Regions from separate parts of the Mus musculus genome. Here region 2 is linked to region 1. Evidence: chromatin contacts called from public Hi-C data. All regions are on one chromosome and are shown on one strand. Each heading gives the region's core, a stretch centred on a gene start, on an enhancer-like site or on the middle of the called end of the contact. The rest is flanking DNA. Distances are from core to core; before and after follow the strand shown. Region 1 overlaps Rad51b (RAD51 paralog B). Region 2 has its middle 24 kb from the start of Gm36834.

Region 1 (6,377 bases), core at 2,196-4,695:
TTTGATTTGTCTATGTCCTGTGACTCAGGTATGTAGTATCTTCAGCAGTAGGATCTTACCATCAAGTTCCACTGGGTAACCAAGAGCTATGACAATAGCCATTTTTGATGGGGGTGGTGTTTCTATTGAGTCACACTGACCAACTAGAAAGGAGGTCATTCATACCTGCCACTGGGCTTATTATGATAGCCTGTGGTGTCTGGAAGACACGTTGTCTTCTTCCCGCCCCAGTCAGGGGGCATTTTAGAGTATCCCCCTGACCCTCCTTTCCCTTGGCCACACTAAGTGACACCTGTTGGCCTTTTCAGCGTGTTTGTAGGGTTGTGTTCCATCTTTACAAAGCAAGGTGCTATATTCTCCTCTGAGCCTCAGGCAGGCTTCTCTCTTCATCCTATGATGAGTAGAGCAAGCACAGGCTGGGCCACCCCTCTGCAGGCATCTGGCACCTTCCTTGTCATTTTTTTATGCTGGTTGTCTTTGCATTTTGAATCTATAAGCCATAAATATTTAGCATATTTTCTGTAAAGCATAGTACAAACAACCGTTCAATTAAGTTATATAAAACACATTAGAAATAGGACATTTGAAAATGAAACAGGTTCTACCATTCATCTCATTGAGTGGGATGTGTATGTCTGGCACTGGGTCTAATTCCAAATTCTCTCATTTCTCTTTAGAGAATTCTTTACAACCTCAAGAAAAGTGAGGCTGTACCCTCAAATCCATCTGTCTGTCTGTCTATCTATCTATCACCTATTTATTTTTGAGGTGTGCATGCCACAGCATGTGTGTGATCAGAGGACATTTTCTGGAGTTGGTTATCTTCTTCCACCATGGTGGATTGCAGGGCTCAAAGACAGATCATTGTACAAGGTATCAGACACCTTTACCCACTGCGTCATCTCATTGACCTTTGACCGCAAATTTGAGCATTGGCTCCATCTTTTCAATTGCTTGTTCATTAATCCACCCCTTCATTTAGTGTAGAGCATCTATAATATAAAAACCTTACTGGTTGCTCAGAGAATAGAAAGACCAGTTTCAGCCTTGGCCCCACGAGAATATAAAGGCCAATTCTACTGCTCAGCTTCTCTGTTTGGAGCCTTAGAATTTCTACATGCCATAATGAAGTTCAACTTTATGTCTGAGTTGGCCGGGTGTTATGCTATAGTTGATTAATAAAAGATATAGAGAATGACCTGAGTTTATACACATACACATACAACAATTGTGTTATGTTGTACAGCAACTAATGAGTTGTCAAGAATAAGTTGTCAAGTCCAGTAGTAGGATCAGCAGGTAATTCACTTGCTACCAAACCTTAACAACCTGAGTTCGATTCCCAGGACCCACCTGAGGACAAGGAGAGAACCGAGTTGTTCTATGACCTCGACATGCATGTCTGGCATGTATTCACCAATAAGTAAATAAGTAAATGCTATTAAGGGAGAAATGGAGGTCAGTCAGTCTCCATGGTGATGGCAAGGGCCACCATCACAGGATAGCTGAACAAAACTAAGACAGTTCCTTGACTAGTATTTTAATTCAACATGTATGCAGTACCCTGGATCTCATCTGATAGACTGACTGACTGCCTTTGTCCCTGGTCACATCCACTGGTAGCTCAGATTGAGTACCATGCTTCACCAAGAAGTCACCAGCCTGGCCAAGGTAGCTCAGTGTGGCTTACACCTGAGTTGGTCAACTCTTTTTTTTCTTGGGTAGCTTTTTAATGAGAACCAAATCAGATAAACTATTGCTTAGTTCCTAGGCTCACTACAGACGCAATCAATCAATCAATCAATCAATCAATCAATCACATCCTGGTGTAGTGTTATGTCAGGGAACCTGGCTTTTCTATGCTGGTCATCTGGTTCTCATGCCCCTTGGGGCTGGAGTTTGGAGTAATTATTGAAGCAGTCTTGAGAAAGCTTTAACCCTTGAAACTATAGCTGGTTATCAGCAGGCATAATGAAAACCAACTTTTAGCCAGGGTCTCACTACCAATGGCAGTTTAAGATAACTGTCAAAATCATAATTTATCTCCCACTCCTCTCCAAGAAGTAGGAAACTATAATTCACAGATCATTTCTGCTGTTAGAAGCAACTTGTGCCCTCAAATTAAGTTAGTCACCTTCCTTTTCTGGTTGCTCATCTGCTACCTGGGTGAAATGCTCAAAAGAAACCCCACCTGGTTGGCTGTTTCAGATTTTTCAAGAAATGATTCCCTCTATGATGCTATGCTTCTTAGTTGAGTTTGGTGTAATTATTCATCCTCCATATTAATAAGTATGAGTCGAAGCTGAACAATCAAGAGAAGACATCTAAAATTAGCCCTGGCCTTTGATCAACTCATATTAAAAACCATAATAGGAATAGAGAGAGTGTAGTCTTAGCCCTTGGCCTACTGGCAAGCATTCTTACAATGGTGAGTGTACCTGAAGTTTGTGACAAGTGTGTACTGGGGACATCTTTGTCAACATACGTTGGTAACACACTGCTTTGGGAAGGTATGCTTCTATGGCTGTAGTCAGATTGCATTGGGAGCTGTCTGGGAGACAAAGAGGTAAGAAAAAAAAAAAAAAGGTGTATGGACCCCAAGGGACAGGTGATGGTATACCAGGCTGTGAGTTCCACCTTCAGGGCAGGAATCTAGAAGAGTGCAGAGACTCATGAGAAAAGAGATGATCCTGTTGGCCAGTCACTCTTGCTCCAACTACGTGTGGCTAGGAAAGGAAACCAGCTCCCTTGGATTGGATGAAAAATATTGATTTTTTTTCCCCTAACTGGAATTTGACAGGGTCAGTTCATGTCTGGGTTTTCAGCACTTAAAACAGGGCTCTTTTGTCTTGGGAGGCGGCTGGACTGGTTTCTCCTCCAGGCAGGTGCACAGAGGGCGGTTATTGTAGCCTGAAACACAAACACCGAGCCCCTGCACCCTGATCCACACACTCTCCAGCATGGCTCAAGGAAGTAAAATGAACAATGACTCTTGCAACAGGCAAGCACTGTAAATGCCACTCCTGAATGAAATATTTCTTAAAACTTGGTATCCGTAACTTGATCGGCTCTTAAAACTTAATTATATGTCAGGGGAAAGGAAGCCATTGGCTCCTCCAGCTGTCCAGGTTGAACAAGAGCGCACAATGGACCATATCCGATTCGCAGCCATACTTAGGTAATCAGATTAATATCTCTTGAATTGAATTTACCCTTTTGATACGGACTCTTTCAGCTGGCTTGTTTCACATCTCAAATTTTGACAAAGCCTCACGGCCTTTGAGTAGGTACCCTGAAATCTATATGCGGGAAGCCTGTGTTCTTTGGAGCAGTTTTTGGGACATGCACCAATTAAATCTGTTTCTGGCACGCTTTTAATGGCATACTTTCCCCCGAGTCAACAACCGCTCCAAAATCTGAGGTCATTTGTTTAATTTAAAAGCAAAGGTTATGGAACAACCACTGCAGGCTTCACAAGCCAAGTCCCCGTGGCTTTGAAAGGAGGGATGAGGAAGGGGAAGGCTACATAAACTAGGATACTTATACACAAAATAAGTTAAGTACTGTGTCTCTGTCAAGTGAGTATCAAACAGGGCTAGTCCACGCCCGCCCTGTCAACCTCCTTTCCCTTTCTTTTCCAACCAATCCCAGAGCTCTCTTACTCCAGAGGGAGTTCCACACAGTTACTGTTGATCTTGTAGGACAAACATCTGGACTGGATTTTTGTCAGCTGGAGACGAGAGAGAACTGTAAATGATGCTGTGACTTTTTTTCATCCTTATTAAATTTATTTATAGCCAGTCTGAAGCCAGGAAGCCTGCCCGGGCCCTTGATTGGATGTTCTCGAGGAACTCGGGGCAGATGGCATTTTCCCCTTGTTTTCTAAATAGTATCGAAGATAGCCTTACATAATTCCCAGCTCGGCCTTGTTTGTTTGTTACCACAGAGGACACACCATTGGGACATTTTGTGTGTCAGAACACTTCCACTGTGTTAGCTTATCCAGCCTGCCTTCCTTTCTGTCAGGGGGAGAAGGAAGTGTGCCTGGTACAGCGTTTGACAAACTGCACTGATAGAAAGTCTGTGTCTGGTTTGAGACGTGAACCAGTGTCCTGGGGCGTTTCTTTGCCAGAGAAACTCAAGTTGGGTCCCATTCTATCTTTTCCACCTAACAAACCTTCAAATCTTAAGGCTGCCACGTCAAACAAAAACAAACAAACAAACAAACAAACAAACGCCCATTCATTTTCTCATTACTGAAGATAATACAAGGCTCTACAAGAGATATTTCCAAATACTTTACTCTGCCCTTAGACCATATTACATAACAGTGTCTTAGGGGTTATGTAACTATTTAAGAAACAAGGCTTCCGACTTAGTCAAATGAAGATTTCTTGTGGGCCCTTCCCGGTACGATGACTTGCGATTATCCCTTGATTTTTCTTTCACTGGCATTTGTAACTGCATTGTTTATGTGCTTTGTTTTGTTAAGGCTTGGGAATGAAGCCTGCTACCCACAGACATTTTCTTCTCCAGAGTAGACTGTTCAGCTTCCTGCCACCCAAGTCAGCCATCCTCTGAACCACGGAGCCTAATATTGCCCATCTTGCTAAGGGTTAATCTCTGGTATGAAATTGAATGGAAACCAAATGCACTCTTATTGGAAAAGCAGCCACGGAGGCCCATTCACAGGCAGTCCTCAGAGGGAAGACTCTTAGGAAACAAGGGGTCTGCAGCAGTTTCTCAGTCTCCACTTTTTGTGAGGTTCCTGTGTCACCAGTAGATAGGTGTTCTTAGAAACGTCAGCAGATTCTTCCAAGAGTTATCTTGGTTGTGGAATAGGGAAGCCATTCTTAGAGCAAAACTCAGGTTGGCCCTGTGTCCGTTGGTCTGATGGAAAGCTTCATCAAGTGAGGGTGTCTGCTCTCTACTGTTGAGCCAGCTCAACTGTGTGACACTGGCCCTGGCACTGAAAGTAGCCACAGGGTGGCCGTTATTCATTCTTATCTCAGTTCGGAACACTGAGTCATAAAAGGGGAGAGCCAAAGGTAAAAATGTTTGTTATCAAGTAGGAAGGAAAGACAGACACAGAGATGAAATGCAGAGGAAGGTGAGGCGTGGAGTTGGGACCAGATGGACTGTAAGCAGCACTGAATCTTTCAAGATTGTAAGGCTGCATTGTTCCTGCTAGGTTTAGCTTCAGTGTTTTCAGAGATGAAAAGTACCGATTTGGTGAAGGGGAAAGAGTTCTGTCTATGCTTAGAACCATCTACATAGTCTTCATCATTATTATCATCATCATTATCTTTTATGAAATCTCCCTAAAGAAGGGTTCTTTCTTTCTTTCTTTCTTTCTTTCTTTCTTTCTTTCTTTCTTTCTTCCTTCCTTCCTTCCTTCCTTCCTTCCTTTCTTCCTTCCTTCCTTCCTTCCTTCCTTCCTTCCTTTCTTTCTTCCTTCCTTCCTTCCTTCCTTCCTTCCTTCCTTTCTTCCTTTCTTCCTTTCTTTCTTCCTTCCTTTCTTCCTTCCTTCCTTTCTTTCTTCCTTTCTTCCTTTCTTCCTTTCTTTCTTCCTTCCTTTCTTCCTTCCTTCCTTTCTTTCTTTCTTTCTTTCTTTCTTTCTTCCTTCCTTCCTTCCTTCCTTCCTTCCTTCCTTCCTTTCTTCCTTCCTTCCTTCCTTCCTTCCTTTCTTTCTTTCTTCCTTCCTTTCTTCCTTCCTTCCTTCCTTTCTTCCTTTCTTCCTTTCTTTCTTCCTTCCTTTCTTCCTTCCTTCCTTCCTTTCTTTCTTCCTTTCTTCCTTTCTTTCTTCCTTCCTTTCTTCCTTCCTTCCTTCCTTCCTTCCTTTCTTTCTTTCTTTCTTCCTTCCTTCCTTCCTTCCTTTCTTTCTTTCTTTCTTTCTTTCTTTCTTTCTTTCTTTCTTTCTTTCTGTATTGGAATTAAACCCATGGCCTTGGCACACTCTGTCCACTCTGAAGCATCCCAGCACCCACACCCACAGCACTGAGCTATATCCCACATACCTCTCTTTTTATTTACTTTATTTTATTTTGTGTGTATGAGTGTTTTGCCTGTGCATGAGTAGATGTGCTATATGTATATCTGATGCCCACAGAAGCCAGAAGAGGGCTCTGGATCACCTGGAACTAGAGTTACAGATGGTCCTTTGCAAGAACAATGCGTGTTCTTACAAACACGCCATCTCTCTAGCACCCCTACCTCCTCATCCTCCACTTTTTGAGGCAGTAGCTCACTGATTTCCCAGGCTGAGCTGGAAGTTCTTACACAGCCCAGGCCGGCTGTGAGCTTGCAGTCTGCCTGCTTCAGCCTTCTGAATCGTCAGGATTCCAGTCTTGTGACACCATACCCAAGAAAGCAGCATT
Region 2 (6,377 bases), core at 1,383-3,882, 320 kb after region 1:
CTTCTCCTTCTCCTTCTCCTTCTCCTTCTCCTTCTCCTTCTCCTTCTCCTTCTTCTCCTCCTACTACTACTACTTCTACTTCTTCCTTCTCCTTCTCCTTCTCCTTCTCCTTCTTCTCCTCCTCCTCCTACTACTTCTACTTCTTCCTTCTCCTTCTTCTCCTCCTACTACTACTACTTCTACTTCTTCCTTCTCCTTCTCCTTCTCCTTCTTCTCCTACTACTACTACTACTTCTACTTCTTCCTTCTCCTTCTCCTTCTTCTCCTCCTCCTACTACTACTTCTACTTCTTCCTTCTCCTTCTCCTTCGCCTTCTCCTTCTTCTCCTACTACTACTACTACTTCTACTTCTTCCTTCTCCTTCTCCTTCTCCTTCTTCTCCTACTACTACTACTACTTCTACTTCTTCCTTCTCCTTCTCCTTCGCCTTCTCCTTCTTCTCCTACTACTACTTCTACTTCTTCCTTCTCCTTCTCCTTCTCCTTCTCCTTCTCCTTCTCCTTCTCCTTCTCCTTCTCTTTCTTCTACCTGAGCCAAAGCTTATCTATCCTATGTCCCACCCTGGAGAGAGTCAACTTGTTATCTTCCCAAAGGACAACTGCCTTCTCCCATGGTCCTAGGCTCTAATGAACTCCTAAGACCTGGCCCTGGTCTTTCTGAGAAGTACCAGACACCATGACAGAAGAGAGAGGGTCTGGCCAAGTCAACTGGTAGCTCCCTGGGCTACTGAGAATAGACACATCCCCACTCTCCTGGTGCTTCTGCGGCCCTTTTCGGATGTACCTAAACTAAAACTCTAGGCCCAGGAAGTCAGGCCACACCAGTGAGTGCCCCCAGGACTATTATGGGATATGGCATGGGGCTTCATCTGGGTGACAAAGGCCTCCTTTTGTGAATATGGCCAGTTGATGAATTCCAGAAAAGTCAAGGGTCCACAATATCAAGGATGAGAAAGCTTGCATGAAAAAGCTTGGTTTCCTCCTTGGATCTCATCTCTAGGGCACAGGTATCAGCATTTAGCATCATAGCACAGCCTCTCTACAAGGAGGAGGGGAAGAGCTCAGCTCTGTTTACAGAAGCGAATCTCCCGGTTCAGGGATCTACCTGGAGATTCTACTCAAGCTTTGTCCCTCCTTCCAGTGCACCTCATCAAACCATCGCCACCACTACCGCCACCTCTGCCACACACTCTGCACTTACTTGACAAAGGAACTGGCTTTGTTCTTTGATATTTCTTCTTTACCATGTCACTGTGAAATAAACACCATTATCCCCACACCCCTGATGGAGAATCTAAGACCCAGAGAAGTCACTAGCTTGGATAAAACTGTATAAAGCTTTAGAAAAAGAGTGTGTGCAGTGCCCAGGCAGCCACTTCCTGCACTGCACAACTGCTCTGGAGAAAGGCAAGAGACAGAAAAGGTGTGAGAATCTCCCCTGCAAAACAGGTCACCAAACCCAGAAGAGTGCGGAACAGTAGGGGACAGAGTAGGCAGGAAACCCCCCACAGAACCATCTGGGGACACACAGGGGATCTACTTTCCTCCGGGCCAGCCAGTTCTAGTGGAAAAACAACCTTCCAGCCTGGGGAGCCTGGCTGGGCCACCTTCTGGTCTGTCTTCCTTCAGATCTAGTTCTCTCCCCTCTGGGGCCAGGGCTTGGGGGAAGGCTCTGTGAGGCTCAAGTCTTCATCTGGCTCCCTTGAAGCCAAGCAAAGAAAAATAGCCCTTTGCCAAGATCTTTCATCCCGGCCATTTACTCTCACAGATGTTTTCTGCAATATAAACAAGAAACAAGGAATGTTGGGGAGGAAAGGAGTGTGGGAGGGGGCAGAGAAGAAGGAGTGAACTGAGAGCTTTGAAATCTGCCCTTGCAGAGAGCAGGAAGCAGAACCCCAGCAGGGTCCCTCCTGCCCTGTTGAGTGTGGGCAGTCTCAGGATCACTGTAACAGGACAAGCAGACCATTACTGCTCTGATAGGAGGTTCTGGAGAAGGCCAGCCATCACAGGCCACCCCCTCCCCCATGCCTGGGAACTACTGCGGTCTCTGAGATAAAGCGAAGTCAAGGAAATACAGCCAGGCTGAAGCCTGACCCCACCCCAGCCCCCCACTTAGCACTCCTAAAGCTGGCATGGTTCAGGGGGACCTCGAAGAACTGTGAACATGGGCAAAGGGGCGTGGCCCACACAGTGGGCATTACTAGGCTTTGGTTGTACCACAGGAAAGGGACTGTTGGGCTGGAGGAAGCTGGAAGAACACAAGCTATAGTGAGTCAGGAAATAAACCCAGGAAGCCAAATGTCTCCAAATTCAATGTTTCCCGATTTTCCTGTTGAAGTCACAAGCTTTGAAACTAACAAACCTTGGGCTGAATACTCAGATGCCTATGGGAACCAGCAGAAGCCCAAAACACAACATATAGGGGACCTAGAGATAAGCCATGACTCAGTTTCTGTTGGATTCTTTAAAGAGAGCCCAGAGATCCGTAGTTTCCCGTAAAAATCTCCTGCTTTATTTTAACAATATTTGCAATCACTAAGACAAAGACACGCCGTCGGCCACATGAGTGGAGCCCGTGGGCAGCTCTAGTTTGTAAATCACAAACAGTTGCCCAATGTTGTCGTCAGTCAGCTGAATAAATGCTAACATGTTTACTCTTCCTGCTTCTGACTTCACAAAGGGATTAGTGACAAGGTTGAAAGCCTAAACAGCAAGCTTTTATTGGGCGTCTGTCTAGTCTTTCTTTAAAATGGAGATAAAAATTCAGGTGGGTCCAGAACAGAACCTTTGTCCCAGACCTCTAGCATGTGTTTATGTCTCTGGTTGGAAGGCAGGAACCTACCGTGATGGGATTGACTGTGTGGCACAGAATGTCCAGGGGAAAGAGACACCAGGTTTCTCTGAAGAGGCCTTGTGGGGCTGAAACCATGGGGAAGGGAAAGGAATGGCCACTCCTTGCAGTGGTTTCTGAAGCTGGCAGGCTATTCATTGAACTTAGGACAAGGAGCCCAAGAGACCATCCTTTAGAGCATCCAAGGGGATGTTAGTGTGGGGGGGGGGGGTTGCACAAGCATTGTCGGAGGCTACTGAAGCAGTGCATCCATTCAGGAACTGCCCCCAAATGCCAACTTTTTCCAGCAACTTTAAAGGAAAGAAGTGCACATATTTCACATAAAGGCCTGAGTGAGTATCTGATACCCAAGATTTCACAGACATGGCTATCACTTTGAGCTCTGTGAATGCATGGAAAGAGTGGCGATTATGACTTGGCCCCAGGATTCCCAGATATCCATTCATACATTCCTTACAACATGCTGCATGGTAGTCATCATTATTCCCACAGCACAGCACAGGAAACAGACTAGTACAAAGGCTCTCTGGGACAGAAGCCCTTCAGCCACTCCTGGGAGTTGATGATGCTTGATGCAAATTACCTGTCTGGGGTTTCAGGAAAAAAGGTGTGCCACACCCAGGTCTGCCTGAACACCCAGGATCTTCCTCTATGCTGGGGAAATCTGCATTTTCAAAGATTCCCCCCAAAGTCTCTTGAAGAGAAATGCCCGTCTTGGAGTGCCAGAGATCCAAGCACTAAAGACTAGTTACTGGATGTGGTCCACCACCGCCCCCTCACCAAAGCTGATGAGCAGTAGTGTGAAGGAGATACAGAAAGCAAGCATCAGCCGTGCATTGGATATGTCGAGTCCACAGGGATTCTTTAGGCTCATGGACCTCCTGTTCATGTGATGATACTGTTTCCTCTCTAACAGTTTATGTCTCCAATACCTCTAACACAGCCAGAGTCATGTCACCACATGCTGTTCTACTAGCCACAGAATATGATCCAGTCACCCTGCCTTTAACTGACACCCACTGGTGCTTTCTTTATGGCCCTCATAGGCAAAGCCCTCCTGTATCAACACTTTTCAGATACCCAAAGACCTCACTCTTACCCTTCATATTCATCACATTTGCTCTCTTCATATGTTCTCCATGTGACCTTCTCTTACCTCGTCCATACCTCATCCCAAGTGCCATCCCATTTCTATTTTGCTTCTCCATTAAAAAATGAGGCAGAGGCTAGAGAGATGGCTCAGGAAAGGGCTTACCTCACAAGCACAAGGACCTAAGTTCAGATCTGCAATAGCCACATAAAAAGCTGGATGTGGTGATCTGTGTGTAACCCTAGCAAGGTAAAGAAGAAACTTAGATCCCTGGAGCTTGCTGAGCAATCAGCTTAATCCAATCATAGAGCTCTGGGTTTGGAGATAAACCCTGTCTCAGCAAATAGGATGGAATTGAGGAAAGGATATCAGCATCAATATCCTGCCTCCACATGAGTGCACATGAACACACACACACAAACACACACACACAAACACACACACACACACAAACACACACACACACACAAACACACACGCACACAAACACTCTAGATAGGACAGACCAATAAAGAATCCAGTAAACACACAGACTCACACATACACACACACACACACATACACACATACACACACACATACACACATACACACACTAGATAGGACAGACCAATAAAGAATCTATTAAACACACACACAAAACACAAACAAAAAACTCATGAACACACATACACAAATACTCTAGACAGGACAAACCAATAAAGAATCCAGTAAACACACAAACACACAAAACACACAAAAAACACATGAACACACACAAAACACAATAAGAAAATCATACCTTCCTTATCCAGCAGTTCCTCAGTTAATGTCGTCTAAGACTTCTCTTCTATGAATGTCACCTAAGAGCACACCAGTTTTTGTGATAGTCATACACATTGACTCACATCAAGATTGCTCTCTAAGAGCCAGCACACCCCCATACCTGAACATGGAGATTTCATTTGTTTCAGCCTCAGTGTTCCAGATGTACACTTCATCCCTTGGATTCATTGTGACTCCTTTGGCCATTCTTAGCCCACATTATGAGACCTCTGAGGATCCCAGCTCTGTTACACAACGTTTCAGCTACTGTGAGCAACAAGTAAGCAAGCCTAGCCCCTGACTAGTCTTCCCCAGCTTGGGTGAAAGGTCACAGAGAAAGGCTATGAGAGGGCTCAGGGATACTACTGGATCCCTGTCTAGGCTGACACGGCATGTATCAACAGCCTTGAGGCCAGTCTTGTAGCACCTCCCCAGCCACTCTGCTTATGTGATCTTCCAGATGGCTCTGTCCTCGTCTAATGACTTCTGTGATGCCTTGGGGGCTCCAGCTGAAGGGTTCGAGCCAGAATCTGATAAAGGGCAACTGGCAGGTTATTTATTTCTTTTCTTGGTGTATATATACTGACTCCTAACAATTAGCATTCTCTCTTATAGTCTTTAGAAACCATCCCTTTGCCTCTTAAAGAATTCCCATGAACCCCCCAAAGTAAGAACATTCACCCAGTAGGTTTGTTCATCTGTTATTTGAACACATTCATTTACCCTTAGTTCCTTTCTCCATCAACCCACCATGACGCCAGGAGACTGGTATCGTGGACAGGGCTTCAGTTGTGTTCATCCAGTAGGAGACGCCAACAAGAGACACAGCATGAACCAACGTCAGAAGCTTCATTCCCTTGTTTCCACTCTACTGGGCTATTTGCTGCTTGCCTGTGTGCCTTGGCTGTTCCCTCCACCTAATGCCACTGTCTCTAGAGTGGCACTCTCCTGCAGACCCTTTCTCTCAATACTGTCTGCCTTGCCCCAGGGCTCCCCACCCTTGCCAGCCCTGGGAGACCTCATCTTGCCTTGTTGGTATCTCTTACCTTGTGAGTAACTTATGAGTAAGCCCATAACTTGTGAGTAGCCCTATTTCTAAGTAATTTTCCACCTCCCTGTTGGAGTGTGCCATCTCTCTCCTGCTGGGACGAAGACTAATTTGCTTATATCAGGAGCCAAGCTTCCCAAACACAAGCTCAGCAAGGCTCAGGGGTGGAGGGGGCTGTGGCGGGGTTGATGAGAACACAGTAGGGCTTAAGTGCAGAGGATCTGTGATCTCAATGACCAGAGTTGAAGGCAATCTCTACCACTGTCTAGACAGGGCTATTTAACTTCTTTAAACTTCTGATTTTTCTTCTAGAAAATGAGAATAATAACCAACCCTTCCTTACAAGTCCATGTCAGGAATTAATGAGAGTATATTTGTGAAGAGTGGACTGGAATATGTTTTGTTTTGATTTGGTAAAGACTTAACACATGTGAGGTATCATAGGTCGCTATTAGGAGAAAAGTCTAACCATGTAGGGTGTTGGGTTGGTGCTAGAATATACTTAGCAGTAAGTAACAAAATGTGGCTATTTATGGCTACTAGGGGAATTTGGACAGCATGTAATCCGCCCCCTCCACACACACA

What was found. A called contact is a pair of places that touch in the nucleus more often than the background predicts.
Region 2: a Hi-C map of uterus shows a contact between it and region 1, with 2.7 times the contacts expected there. The contact joins two enhancer-like sites. A contact is called at or near these places in 3 of 484 Hi-C or Micro-C datasets (bone marrow-derived macrophages and uterus) and 1 of 115 datasets of contacts at active chromatin or transcription factors (oligodendrocyte precursor cells).

Annotation. Positions count from the first base shown.
Region 1 is chr12:79,672,111-79,678,487 of GRCm38.p6, forward strand. The region is part of intron 8 of Rad51b (RAD51 paralog B); the gene reads left to right. Among named protein-coding and RNA genes, the nearest start is that of Gm36048, 120 kb to the right of the region's middle. Within about 2 kb of position 3,446, at least 100 of the 459 cell types and tissues checked have an H3K27ac peak or open chromatin away from gene starts, as enhancers often do. A contact at or near this core is called in uterus, where this site is marked.
Region 2 is chr12:79,992,264-79,998,640 of GRCm38.p6, forward strand. No RefSeq gene overlaps it. Among named protein-coding and RNA genes, the nearest start is that of Gm36834, 24 kb to the right of the region's middle. Within about 2 kb of position 2,633, at least 61 of the 459 cell types and tissues checked have an H3K27ac peak or open chromatin away from gene starts, as enhancers often do. A contact at or near this core is called in uterus, where this site is marked.